3 separate regions of the Mus musculus genome follow, and all the other regions are linked to region 2. Evidence: chromatin contacts called from public promoter capture Hi-C data. All regions are on one chromosome and are shown on one strand. The core of a region is the stretch at or near the end of the contact, and the rest is flanking DNA. Distances in the headings are between cores, read along the strand shown. Region 1 has its middle 35 kb from the start of Gm24986. Region 2 holds the start of Ccnk (cyclin K). Region 3 has its middle 81 kb from the start of Gm24986.

What was found. Promoter capture Hi-C pulls out the DNA fragments that hold promoters and counts their contacts.
Region 1: a contact with region 2 is called in a promoter capture Hi-C map of hippocampal neurons, with 6 times the contacts expected there. The contact joins the enhancer-like site here to the promoter of Ccnk in region 2. A contact is called at or near these places in 8 of 39 promoter capture datasets (cranial neural crest, embryonic stem cells, frontonasal cranial neural crest and 4 more) and 1 of 115 datasets of contacts at active chromatin or transcription factors (embryonic stem cells).
Region 3: a promoter capture Hi-C map of hippocampal neurons shows a contact between it and region 2, with 6 times the contacts expected there. The contact joins the enhancer-like site here to the promoter of Ccnk in region 2. A contact is called at or near these places in 5 of 39 promoter capture datasets (cranial neural crest, frontonasal cranial neural crest, hippocampal neurons and 2 more), 2 of 484 Hi-C or Micro-C datasets (CD8 T cells and double positive thymocytes) and 3 of 115 datasets of contacts at active chromatin or transcription factors (double positive thymocytes, embryonic stem cells and thymic regulatory T cells).

The regions. Positions count from the first base shown.
Region 1 is chr12:106,183,962-106,188,277 of GRCm38.p6, reverse strand. No RefSeq gene overlaps it. Among named protein-coding and RNA genes, the nearest start is that of Gm24986, 35 kb to the left of the region's middle. Within about 2 kb of position 2,402, at least 25 of the 459 cell types and tissues checked have an H3K27ac peak or open chromatin away from gene starts, as enhancers often do. A contact at or near this core is called in hippocampal neurons, where this site is marked.
Region 2 is chr12:108,176,658-108,181,595 of GRCm38.p6, reverse strand. Ccnk (cyclin K) reads right to left here and starts at 1,858. Exons shown (of 12, transcript NM_009832.2): 1 at 1,716-1,858. Setd3 (SET domain containing 3) reads left to right here and starts at 2,312. Exons shown (of 13, transcript NM_028262.3): 1 at 2,312-2,443.
Region 3 is chr12:106,300,055-106,304,436 of GRCm38.p6, reverse strand. No RefSeq gene overlaps it. Among named protein-coding and RNA genes, the nearest start is that of Gm24986, 81 kb to the right of the region's middle. Within about 2 kb of position 1,641, at least 19 of the 459 cell types and tissues checked have an H3K27ac peak or open chromatin away from gene starts, as enhancers often do. A contact at or near this core is called in hippocampal neurons, where this site is marked.

The DNA.
Region 1 (4,316 bases), core at 1,153-3,652, 2.0 Mb after region 2:
TGCTCCTCCTCCTGCTCCTCCTCCTGCTCCTGCTCCTCCTCCTCCTCCTGCTCCTCCTGCTCCTCCTCCTCCTCCTCCTGCTCCTGCTCCTGCTCCTCCTCCTGCTCCTCCTGCTCCTCCTCCTCCTCCTCCTGCTCCTGCTCCTCCTCCTGCTCCTGCTCCTCCTGCTCCTCCTCCTCCTCCTGCTCCTGCTCCTCCTCCTCCTCCTCCTGCTCCTCCTGCTCCTGCTCCTCCTCCTCCTCCTCCTGCTCCTCCTCCTCCTCCTGCTCCTGCTCCTGCTCCTCCTCCTGCTCCTCCTGCTCCTCCTCCTCCTCCTCCTGCTCCTCCTCCTCCTCCTCCTCCTCCTCCTCCCCCTTCTTCTGTGCCAGGGATGGAACCAGGCCCACACACATGCCAGGAGCAGAAGAACAGTACCACTGAGCTACATCCCCAGACCTCAAACTCCCTTTTGATAGACGCAGGAACCGTTGTAGATCCCAGTGTGGACCAGAGTGGATGGTGAGATGTCCCCAACCTCTATCCCAACTATTATGTCTGATTGTGCCACAATAGACACCATTCACAGAGTTAGCGCTAGAAACTGAGGCCACAGAGGCCAAATCTCAGACCTCCTTCCCCTTTGCTGGTTTGTACTGGGGCCACCAATAAGATACCTGACTTGCATTTGGCTGCAGAAAGCAAACCTTGAAGTTTCAGTGAGACTGAGAGTAGAAACTATGTGAAGAGCACTTTGGATTCCAGAGCAGAGGTCACCAGCACACTTCCTCTATAACATGAATGTTGTAGACTGTGCAGAGCCATAGATCTCAGCTCTATTGGCCACAGGACAAGAGAAGCCACAGGTGACCACAGCAGACACCGGCTGCATAGCCATGCATTGCTACAGACAATGAAATTTGAATCCCATGTGAGTTTTGTGTCTTTTAACTTTTGTTGTTGTTATTGTTGTTGTTGTTGTTCACCATTTAAAAATGTAAAAATGAGGGCCAGAAACATGGTTCAGCGGTTAAGAGCACTGACTGCTCTTCCACAGGTCCTGAGTTCAATTCCCAGCAACCACATGGTGGCTCACATCCATCTATAACAGGGTCTGATGCCCTCTTCTGGTATGTCTGAAGACAGCTACAGTGTACTCATATAATAAAATACATACATAAAATCTTTTGTGAACATATAAAAACAGAGCTGGAAGTATAGATCAGTGGTAGAACTGCTTGCCTGAGATGTGCAAAGTCCTAGTCCTATCTCCAGGGCTGCAGAAAAAGGAGGAGGAGGAGGAGGAGGAGGGGGGGGGGGGATGAGGAATAATTATTAAATAAATCAACAAATAAGTGAAGACTTTGTTTTAAAGATTCTTACATGACTGTGGGTTGTGACAAACAGGCAGTGGGCCAGCAAGGCTCACCTTAGACAAGACTTTAGACGACTTGAGATTTAGTCCCATATCAGCCATAAATGACAGGAAGGCTTCAGCCCAGGGTTCATTCTCCTGCCTTAACAAGGCAGAGAGACAGGGACACATGTTCCCCAGGACCACAGGGAATCACACTGAAGACTGTCCTTGGGCTCCCCAATGCCTGGCGCCTGCTGCAAACACTTTGTTCTGACAGGATAGTGGCACAGGCCTGTGATCTCACCTGCTCCGAAGACAAGGCAGGGACTCCGTACAGGACTCCCCTCCAAGGCCAGACAGGAGTCAGCTCCGGAGAGGTACAGGCGGCTGAGAGCCGCAAGGCGTGGGTGCTGCGAACTGAACCTGGGTCCTTCTCTAGAGCCGTACAGGCTTTAAGCCACTGCGCCATCTCTCCAGCCTGACTTTTACCTTTTTAGGGATTTTTTTTTAAAGGCATTTATATTAGAGCTTTATCACAAAAAGTCGACTTTTCTCCAGGTTTTTAGATTCCAAAGGAAGTGATGGGCGGAGGGAGACACGGTGTGGGAACAGGAGGATTTACTGCACAGAGGGCGCGCGCAAGGTTCACTCCAGAAGCATTAAAGGCCGTTGGGCCCAAAAGCCCCCTGTGTCCTACTCGATGCTTCCAATAAAGCAAACCAGGCTCCCTTCAGAGGAAACTAAAACAGCCAGGTTAATATTGATGCCGCGAGGACGGGCGGGGTGGGAGGGGGGAGCAAACAGACAGGCCGGGACACCACAGCACCCAGCCTCCAAACCACATGTAAAGTTGGAGCTAAAATGTCATATGCATATGTAATTTATATGCAAAGCGCTCCTATCACAGGGCCCCTGGCTGCCAAGGCTCCTCCATACCACGGAAATTCTGCAATTGCATCTTGTCAGTCACCTACGGAGGGTAAAGTCTACGAGAGCACAGAGACTTCTCTTAAGGCCGGGGTATTAAATTCTCCTCGCGCGCGTCACTTTCCGGGGAGCTCAGCAGGTTTCGGCAGGAAGACCTATTTTTGCTCCTGTGCGGGCTCTGTCCCTGGCAGAGTGACTGCAACAGACTGTACACAGCTCTGCCAAGAATCTGAGGCTCTGATGGTATGAGCCAACCTCAGACTAATAATTTTATATCTCAATATAAGCAAAAAAGAGTTCCATAAAAATAGACCACTTTTAACAGGCTGGTACTCTGCGCTGAGAGGGCTGGAGAACGAGGGTGCCGTGTCGCAAGCACTTCTTTCCCCTGTCTGTGGTACCTAACTAAAGCAGCTTCCATATGGCTATTTGTCTGATCGCTGAACTTGGAGAGAGGATGCTGAGTGGGTTGTCTTTAGACTCTATGCCTGGACTCCTCTGGAGGTGAAGTACCTACTCGTGTATATAACACACTTCCCTCTTCTCAGTTCCCAGGAGACAGAAAACAAACAAGCCCAAGGCTCACACTCCTGGTATTCCTCACCACACTAACACCAGCTCCAGACCGTGAATACGCACTTATTAACGAGAGAAAAAACTGATGCCGGGGAAGACAGGTATGGTGAATGGCCCCGGGACTGCAAAAGATCTGCTCTGCAGTGTCCAAAGCAGCGTTGGCCTATCCTGGTCTCAGAGACAGCGACAGGGCCCCAGGTGTGCTTCCTCAGCAGGCTTCTCTACCGAGTTTCCTTGGGTCTCCGTGCAAAAGTTCACCACCTCCCAGCACCTAAAATGATGCCCAGGTACCATCTCCGACAGAAACACAAGAGCTCTTGCTTTTGCAGATGGGAAAGAGAAGTGCATTTCAACACCTAGAGGGCAATCAGTGGGGCAGCAGGAAGGCCTTGAAGGATGGTGTGACATCTTTTGCAAAGTTGTCAATTACTCCGGAGGTCTCCAGGGAAACAGCAGCAGTGAGACCCTTCCAGTAAGGGACCGGATAAGGGAGATGGGCTCTAATATTGTCTGGGTTAGCAAGCCCGCATGCTGAAGGGCATGTCAGCGACCTGGAAGCCCCTTAGAGTTAATGCTACCATTTAAGCATGAATATTGCGGGCCAAGCCCTCAACCTGGGAGCTCAAGCAAAGGCAACACAGCTGTCTTCAGACAGGTTTTCCACAGCTGCTTTTGAGAACCCGGGTTGTGGCTCAGGAGACCTTCTGGCTGATCTGTGACAGCCCATCCTGAGTAGCCTGCTTTCCATACATATGAAATGGCTCCCCACTGCACCCCCTGTACTTATAACTGAGTAGCCGCCCCAGCCAAGCTGCTGCTTAAACCATAGCACCGCAAAGAGAGATGCTAAACTAGGCATAGCCAGGGGAACGGACCTACAGGAGTGGGATCAGGGTGTGTGGACCCTGCTCTTTCAGAGGGAAGCAGGAAGACATAACTGTAACGCAGTGAGGTCAGCCTGGGTGGTCCTGTGTCCCCTCCTGAGTGTCTTGCTCAGGATTTGAGCATGTGTGGGCCAAGAAGAAAGAGCTCCTCTGTCCTGGGGGAGTAGTGGGGGAGGAGGCTTATGTGGAGGGGAAGAAACCATGATCACTCATGGGTCTAGGAAAAGTTCTCAGCTCTCAGATCTTTCTGGAAACTCAAGTTTATCCATCAAGAGCACTCCTTAAATATTTGCATAAGGCAAAGCACACTCATTCTGTGGTGGGTCGGCATGAGACCCGCGTCACAAGGCCATGAGCATCTTAGGCAAATGGGAGACAGACAGGAGAGAGTGAACCTCTGTTTACCTTAGGCGTGGAAAGGAAGCCTAGAGATATGGCTCAGTCAGTAGAGCTCTTGACTTTCAAATCCAGGGGAAGCAGAGATAGGGGGATCCCTGGGGCTCTTGCCAGTCAGCCACATATATGGTGAATTCCAGACCAGTGAGAGATTCTGCTTCAAGAAGCAATGTAAAGGGCGCCTGAGTAACAGCAGTGAA
Region 2 (4,938 bases), core at 609-3,108:
CAAAACTCATGTGCACTGAAAGAACAGCAAGTACTCTTAGCTACCAAGCCATCTCTCCAGCCCTGGTTCTACCCTTTATCAACAAGAATGCAATCTGTATCACTTAGCTTTTTTCTATCAGAAGTTGGATCATTAATCAGTTCTTACATCAAAGAGATAGCTGATCTATACTTTAAGAAGATTCTAGACAGGGATTGGCCTCTATCACAGTCCTCCATCGTTAACTGTATTTGTAGTACTTCTCAAAAGCTCTCAACAGTTACGTGACATTGAAATTACTCTGCAACATAAATGCTATGTAATGTATCTGCTCTTAAGAATACGAATTAGACTTAACCTAACTAGCTATTGTTTAAGAAATTCCTACAAAAAAAGGAAACACCTAAAACCAATTTTATTTATCGTGGGCAATTTTTGACTTGCCATCGATTATTTAGCAAACAGATTTTGACAACACTAACAGCTTCTCTCTCTCTCTCTTGGTTTCTGGGACACTGCTTCTCTATGTAGCCTCGGCTGTTCTGGAACTTGATCTGTATACCAGGATGGCCTTCAATTCAGACAGATCTGCATGCCCCTGACCCCAAGTGTTCTAATTAAAGATGTGAGCCACCACTACCACCCAACTGACACTAACAATTTTAATCAAAATGTTTATCAACATTACTATTTCTCAACTATTATCATTCATTCAGCAATAGTTTACTAAGTGCCATATAATGTTCTAGGTATTGAGGCTTGAAATCACTACACTTTCATGGAATCACTCATAAAAAAAAAGTTAAAGACACCCACAACTGCAAAATGCTGGCCAATTATTCTTTAAACAACATATATCAAGATACCACCTGTGTGAGGTTTGTCTTTAAAACCTAAAAGGCCAGTCTTTAGCTAAGACTCATGGCACATGACTTTTTAATTTTAAGTCCAGCATTCTGGAGGCAGAGGCAGGAAGATATCTTTGCGCTGGAGGCCAGCCTAGTTTACAGAGAGAGCTACACACCAGCCAGGGTTACGTAGGAAGACAGCCAGTCTGTGATAACTGATTTTAAACACTGAGTGACTTATGGAAAGCTGTGTTTTATTGGTAGTCCAAAGTTAAGAACACCACCAAGAATACATTAGGCAGGTTAAACTGCTTAAACGTTTTCAGATTAACATATACATGTTATTTCTCAACTTAATAAAGATCAGTTCCCCTAACACCGAGGCAAACAAGCACTCAGGAGAGGATGACGTCTGGGTAAGAACGAGTCTTATCGAGGAAGTCCCTTTTCATTCCTGGTCCTACCTGAGTTCCGTGGTTCAAGAGTCACGGAACACTTTCCAAAGCCTCAATCCTACTTAACAGAGGGATCCACAAGCCGTGGGTGACCGGGTCGGTCTGAGGCAGGGTCTGTGCGTGTAAGCCCCGCCACCCTTTTATTCCTCGGCTAGGAATCCCCCAAACCGCAACCACTTTCCTCTGCGAGGTCAGCTTCCAGTTCCAGGCATTAGCGGCGCACCCCAGAGGACCCGACCCTGTCCCGAAGCTCCCTCGCCGCCAACCCCGCGTCGCCTGCTAATTTCAACGTGCATCAGGGATTCCAAGGAGGGCGGTGGAATCCGGGAAGCCGGACTCTTCCGTAGAACCCAGGCAGCTGGAAAATACCCTCCTCGGACCACCAGGAGCGCAGACGGTGGGCGGCGCTGCCCGCGGCCAGCTAGATACTCACCCCTCGCCTCAGGCAAAACCCTCAGCGACGTCTCTCCTTCCTGACAGCAGCCATCTTGGAGGTGGAATGTCGGGGAACTACGTCATTTCCCTGCGTCTCGGGACGTTAAGAAGCGGCCGGAGGGGGCGGCGAAAGTCAGGTGCCTGTCAACCAATTAGAAGAAAGTAAAGCTAAAAAAAAGAAAAAAAGTAACAAGTCAACAGTCGCCGCTCCGCCTACCCTGCGGCCTTGTGGACTGCGGCCCGTAGGGGGAGGGGAAACACTCGCACACACCCTCCCATCGCCCCACCCCCTTGGCGAAAGGGAGTTCGGGAGCAACCGAACCTGTTAACGGAACTTCGGCCCGGAGGCGGAGCCAGGGCTCCCGTCGTTCAATCACAGCGCGAGATCTAACCAATCGAGTCTTCGGATACGGCTCCGCCCCGGTTGCTGATGTCCAATGGCTGATCAGCACCCTGGCTGGCGGGCGGATGGGCGGCGGGGCGGAGCCGCGCCGAGGCGTGTTAGGTGCGGGCCAATGAACGGCGGCGGCGGCCCGTGGGCGGGGCCCAGGGGCGGGCGGAGCCGGGTTGGGCCTAGGCGGCGGGGCTGTCTCTGGCTGCCGTCCAGCCCCTCCCGTCCGGCCGCCGCCGCCACCGCCGCCGCCGCCGCCTGGGGGTTGGTTGAGGCGGACGGTGGGGTCCCGGCCGGAGTGTGGCGCCGCCGCTGCGCGAAGACGAAGCGGGCAGGTGAGTGCGGACGGCAAGCACCCGCGTGCGGCCCGCGGGCTGAGGGGACGGGGTTCCACCGCTCCTTAAGGAGGTGAGGCCGAGCGTGCGGACTCCGAGGTCCGGTGCTCGGCCGCGACCGAGTTCTCAGGGCCTGGGAGGCTGTGGGCTCCGAGGCCCGGCAGGCCCGGTCCCTGAGGGGACTGGCGAGCGTCTGCAGCTTCCCTCTTCCACCGGGACGGGGGCAGGCGGCAGGTTCAGGGCGCGGCCTGGGCGCGGCCTGGGCGCCGCCCTCGGGTACGGCCGGGGCCCGGAGTGCGCGCGGGGCGCTGGGACTGCGTGCGGCGGGCTGCAGCCTTGGTTTCCTTCCTCCGGTGGCAGGCGCACGCGGCTTGGGGCCGAGGCCCCTCTGCAGCTCTCTGTTGCCCACGGGGAGCCCGGCCCCCGCGCCTTGTCCTCCACTGCCCGCTCGCAAAGGCGGGCGTAGAAAATAGGTCAGGTTTCTTCCCACGCGCCCCTGGCCGAGGTCCACACGCGACGAGCGCGCTGCGAGAGAGAAGCGGTCCGTGCTCTCGGAGTTTGCCATTCCGATTTTCAACTCTTCCTTCTTGCGGCTGCAGCCTGGGCATGCGACTCTGCCTCTTCTCCCCGCCTGCCACTCTTGGAGAAGGAGCTGATTAGTGACGTGCGCCACTGGCTGCCGAGGGGCCTCACCCCCTCCGCGTCGTGTCGGGAGAGGACGTTGGTGCGTTTCTGGAGGGGTGCACGCGTAAAGATGACTCGGGACATGCTGTAATCCATTTCTAAACGAAAACGGTGTTGTTACCGAAGTAAACACATTTGAACAGGATGTTGACAGCCATCTTGCCTTTGCAGACCCTTAGAAGATTGAGGTTTTACTGATAGATGTAACAGAACTGCATCCAGGAAGGCTGAGGCAGGGAATCCGGAGTTTCAGGCCTGCCAGAGCTACATAGGGAGACCCTTTCAAAAAACACACAAAAACTAAAACCAGACTTGGACACTGAAAGTGTGGGTTTTTCATATGTGATACTGTTCCCATTTCCCTTTCAAAGGCGATGCTGAGGGTGTTTTTAAAATGAGTTTTAAACAGTGATAGTCTTGGGGAGTTTTAAGTGAACGCACCCTTAAAATACAGCAGTATAAAAGGACATTTCCTCCCCAAGTTAAAAAGTTTGTCTAGACTCACTGGAACCTACAGTGTGTATGTAGGCTCCTACCTGTAGAGGCTCACTTTATAGATGGGTCTCTGGGGCGCCATGATTGATATTTTGGTGGAATTCCAGCCATTTGGGAAGGAGTTTTTCTAGGGCTTAAGAAAACAGTTTGCAAAACCAAGTTCTGAAAAGCTACAGAAAAAAAGAACATCTTACTGGGACTCTAAACAACCTTGGTCTTTATTGCCCCTACCTTCTTTTTACCGTGCGTTCCTTTCTCTTTTGAGATATTACTAATATCTGGATATGCAACTCTAGTTCCCTTGGAGGGAAGTAGTTGCTATTTCTCCCTCCTTTTTCACTGTGCAAACATCTCAGTGGAGCTATGCTGGACTTGAAGATCCAAACATTGTGCTGATGTGGGTTCTAGCAATGAGGGTTTCTGTTCCTTTTCTGTTTATAAATGTCCAGTAAAATTCTCACTGAAATGCTGTTAGCTGGGCCTTGTGGCATAGCTAACATTAGCCCTTGCTACTCAGGGGCCTGAGGCAGGAGGATCTTAGGTTTAAAGCTAGCCTAGACTGTGTGAGAGACCCTGACTGGCTGGGGATCTAGCTCAGTGTTAGAGTGTTTGCTTATTGTGTGAGAAGGCCTGAATTCCATCTTCAGTACAAACATATCATTGTCATTGACTATCTTTTTTATGTGATGCATATTTAGGCCAAATTTAAAGATGATTAAACCATTTCTTTAGAAGCCATGTGATTATAAGACAATGAGGAGGCAATATTCAGTTTTTTATTGTTATTGTTCCATAGGTCAACCACTAGAAAACTGTTTCTATGTTCAGCACTGTGGTGAACAGTCAGTAACCTAAATCTTGATCACCTAAAAGAGAATGTTAAAGATGACTGTGCTCAACATAGTTGCACCAGGAACACATAGAGTAGGTTTGCTTGTAGTAAATCTAGGAGAGTCCCCAGTCCACAGAGGTTGTCCTTATCCCCACCCTTAACTGCTTCAGACCTTATATGCAGTGGGGAAGTATTTGCATCTAACTTGCACACTAACCTCTCTCAAGGTTTGAGTTGTCTGTATATTGCTTCCAGTACTTATTACAATGTCTCTGCCATGCAAATAGTTGTCACATTGTGTCCTTCAGGGAGTAGTCACCAGAAGAGCTTTGTATTATATGTTCAGTAGTGGTGAACTTTGTCTGTCCCCTTACCTATTTCCACCTGCTGGTGGCTGAATCTGCAATGGAACATTGGACTGATTGATGCTGTGAGGATGGAATGTTTGTAAAACTGTGAGTGAAATACACTATGGCCCCTGCAA
Region 3 (4,382 bases), core at 392-2,891, 1.9 Mb after region 2:
TTAAGTCCAAGAATAAGAGACAACATTGATCTGAAAATGAGAAGTCACTGCTCTAATGCATTCGGGTTAACGGGGAGAAGCCGGGGCGGTTTGACCCGTTGTCCGTCTATTTCAAGATGAACATTTGTTAAATTCTAATGAAAAAACGCTGCACTTAAACTCTGGCAAGGAGACAATTCTGCCTCCCGCTAACCCTGCCATGACTCAAAAAAAAAAAAAAAAAAAAAAAAAAAAAAAAAAAAAAAAAGAATTTAAAAAGTAAAAGATAGAAAAAAAGAAAAAGCTTCGCTCGAGGAATAAGCATTTTTAAAAACAGTCTTCTAGGGGGAGCCGTGTGGTGATAAAATTAGATGTTCAAAAATTGCCCAAAACTCAGAAGCCCTGAGTTTTAATTATTTACATGCAGTCAGGTGGGACTTGGTGTAGTCCCAATGATGTAGGACTTTTCTGACAGTAAATATATTAATTTCTTTAAGTCCCTTTTAGTGAAAGCTACTCTCCCGGGACAGAATGTTCTGCCACCCAGCACAGCAGGGGAAAGCTGCCGATTCTTACACTTCTGTCTGTCTGTCGGAGTCTCTGCTCGAATACAGTAAATGTGGGAAAGGTTACTGGGAGAAAGAGTAATGTTATCCAGATTCAGTTTAACTAAGGGCTCTGTTCCTTACTGAGGAGACAAAAAGACAGACGGGAAGGGAGGGAGAGAGGGAAGAAGGAAGGAAGGAAGGAAGGAAGGAAGGAAGGAAGGAAGGAAGGAAGGAAGGAAGGAAGGGGAGAAAGAAGGAAGGAAAAAAGAAAGGAAGGAGGGGGAAAGGAGGGAGGGAGGAAGGAAATAAGGGAGGATAGAGGGACAGAACGGGGAAGGAAGGAAGGAAGGAAGGAAGGAAGGAAGGAAGGAAGGAAGGAAGGAGCATTCACCTTTGTCTGAGGCAGCTCTTTAAGTGAGAACAGAGCGAGGCTGCCTCATAGCTCCCAGGAACAAGGCAGCCCTCTAATGCAGCAGACAGGTGCTGGAGCTAGTATGTGTGACCTACAGACTAGCATACTGGGTGTCCCTCCTTTGTCAATCTATGGAGAACCAACTCTATACAGGCACTATTTCACCTGCCATTTGGGTTCTGGGATGCTGGTCCCATGTCCCTGGATGCCCTGCAGGGACAGGTGACATGCCAGCACACTGCAGGTGGGTGTGCATCTCAGAAACACCGTCCGGGAAAACCAGGCCTGTGCATCTTTGTTGACAGCTGGGCTGTGTCTTACATGCTGGGAACCTAAGAGACTCAGTATATATTCACTCGTTAAATAAACATGTACATTGCAGAGAAGCAGGTGTTATATCCAACATCCTCTCTGAAGAGAACTCTCTAGAACTACAGCATTTATGAAATGACAGCCACACTCTCTGGGCTGGGTGACAGGAAGCTCCTTTCAGAAACCATTTCAGAATCCCTGAAATGAGAACAACTGAGAACAAAACTGACCCTTCCCCCAGGCTCCTGAAGTGCCACCTGGCTGTCCCCGAGAAGGTACGACCCTGAGAGCTCTGGGGTCACACCTCCTGGCTCACAGTGCCCCTGTATGAGTAGCATCTCCAGCAACACGCCCCGCTCACAGGAGCACAGTGTTCCGTTAGCAGTTTGTGCTCGGTGGGAAAGAAGGCAGGCGAGTTAGTCCTTGCCAAAAACGGCAAATGTGACACTCCACAAGCAAGACACTGTCAGGAGCAGTTGCTAATTTATTTTAAGTGCCCCCTGAGTTTTTAATTTATCTGGAAAAATAAATAGATAAATCTGAGACTCTCCCTGCCAACCCAGCCCAGCGCTGGGTCTGCAGTGGCGGTGGAGGTTGGGGGGGGGGGGTGACAGCGACTGCCTCGGAAGAGAGGTGTCAGGATGTTCAGCCAACGAGGCAGGGCGGGTGGCTCCCATCCGGGCGCATTAGAAGTGGATCTATATGGAATTCATAAAGAGCTGACCTTTCATGTTCCTAAATTGGCTCGAGACACACATACGAGAATGGAAAAAGAAATCTTTCTTTCTTTCTTGAGATAGTCTGCAATTCCAAACAGTACGGCAGGCTTCTCCAAGCCCGGATTCCACAGGAAGCTTGGAATGCCATCGGTCTAGTTTAGAAACTCGTTACCCGGAGTGAGGAGCCCAGCGAATATTATCGTTTCATAAATATGCAGATTTTGTTTATTTAAACATTTTTTATGACACTTTGTGTTTTCCTAAATTGGGTCATCATTTTAATATAATTGGAATCTGATATGTGTCCTGTTTTCTTTGAAAGCCATCTGGTTCATTTTTTGACTTTCAGAAACCAAATTATCTGTGGCAATATTGGGCCTTGTGGTGGCTCCTTATGAACCGAGATGTAGCTTAAGAGCATTGAGTCCGGGAGGTCCAAGGCCGTGCTCGGAGGCCTTCTTCCTTCCTATCTCAAAGATGGGCAGTTAAGAAGGTCTGCATGCCATGAAGATCTCTCAAACCACAGAATCCACAATCTTCACATGAGGAGAAAATTGAGTTGGTCCCTCAGGCACTGTCTTAGAAGGAAAGCTGGTGGCCAGTAGCTACCTGTCTGGTTAAGATGATAGAGCCACAAGGATATCCAGATCCTGAGTGCCCTGGGTGTAGGATGCCTGCATGGTATATGCTCCTTTCACAACACTGAGTACTAACTAGCCGGTGCTAGAGGCGCCACTGCTGACCGATGCTGATTCCAGAAAGAAATCAAATACAGTGAGGGGGTATGTGGCCGCTAACAAAGTCTCCATAGCTGGTGGCTGAAAAAAAAAAGGGTACACATAAACACATACACACATGCACACACACAGAGACACATGAACATACACAGAGACACATGCACACACAGAGACACATGCACATACACATGCATACACAGAGACATATACACACACAGAAGACACACAGACACATGAACACATACACACATTCACACACACAAGCACATGCACAGGCACACACAGACACACACATGCTCATACATGCACATGCTTGCTCGAGCACACTCTCTGTATCTCTGTCTCTCTGTCCCTTGTAACCCAGCCTGGTCCCAGGGGAGCAAGCTTGATAGCAGACTCACCTGCTACCTAACCTAGCAACCAGTGCTTTCAAGACCTATGCTATGGCCTCACGGCCAGGTCGGAGCACTGGGTCAGCCCTTGCTACACAGGACAAAGCAAGCACAGGTGTGGGGCTAGGGAGCCACAAGAGGAACCAGGGCTCTGGCAGAAGAGCTCTGGTTTCCATTATAAGGCCCAGCTCTACACTGGGAAGAAGCAGGCAAGCTGAAGCCAACTGCTGCTCATCACCAAAGCTGTGGTCTGACATGCAATTCACTGGCCAGGCACACACATCCCAGAATAGCTATAAATGCCACCTAACACGTTTATAGATGAAAACGTCTTATGACAATGTCAGAAGGTTGAGCACCACTGGAAAGCTAGCACGCCACTCATATACCCCAGTCAGCAGACCAGTGGGTGACTCACATCCGTGTTCATCTTACATGAATGCTGTGGTGGGAAAGAAGCTGAATGTTCCTTCCAAAGTCCACCAATAAAACTGAAAAATAAGAGGCCGGAGAGATGGTCCAACTGAGGTTAAGGAAGAGCACTTCAGCTCTGACAGAGAAGCCAGTAACAGTTCGCAGAAACTCCCTTGATAGCTCGTCAGCATCTGTAACTCCAGTGGATACCCTCCTCTGGCCTCGGCTGGATCCAGGCCAGCACATGGTGCATATTACAAACATGCAAGTCAAAACCACACACATAAAATAAGAATAAATAAGTATGTGTGTGTGTGTATGTGTGTGTGTGTGTGTGTGTGTAGAAACTTACAATAGACTTAATTAGTTAATTAATTAATTAGCTAATTAATTAATTAAAGCAGGTGTGGTGGCAAGCGCCTGTAACACCAGGACTTAGGCTGAGGAAGAGGTAGGGCTAGGGCTAGGGTTAGGATGAAGGTGTGGGCTTAAGAGTTGGAGGCTAGCCTGTGCTGTTTAATAAAACCGTCTCAAAAGACCCAAAACAAACGAAATGAAATCAAAAATCTAATACATATATTATTCCTTGAAATTAAAATTCCTTTGACTAGCAAATGTCTGTTTGCCCCACCCTCCTTGCAAAGAGACGAACGCATTTCTGACATCCACCCTCGCTTGGCTCCAGAGTGGGGCCAGAGGCCTCTCACTATCCGTAGGTAAGATTCTTGCTCTCAGCCTCAGTTGCTCACTTGGAAATGAGCTTTTGGAAACCAACATCAGATGCTTCCTTTTGTTGTTTATTAGACATTTTCTTCATTCACATTTCAAATGCTATCCCGAAAGTCCCCTATACTCTCCCACTGCCCTGA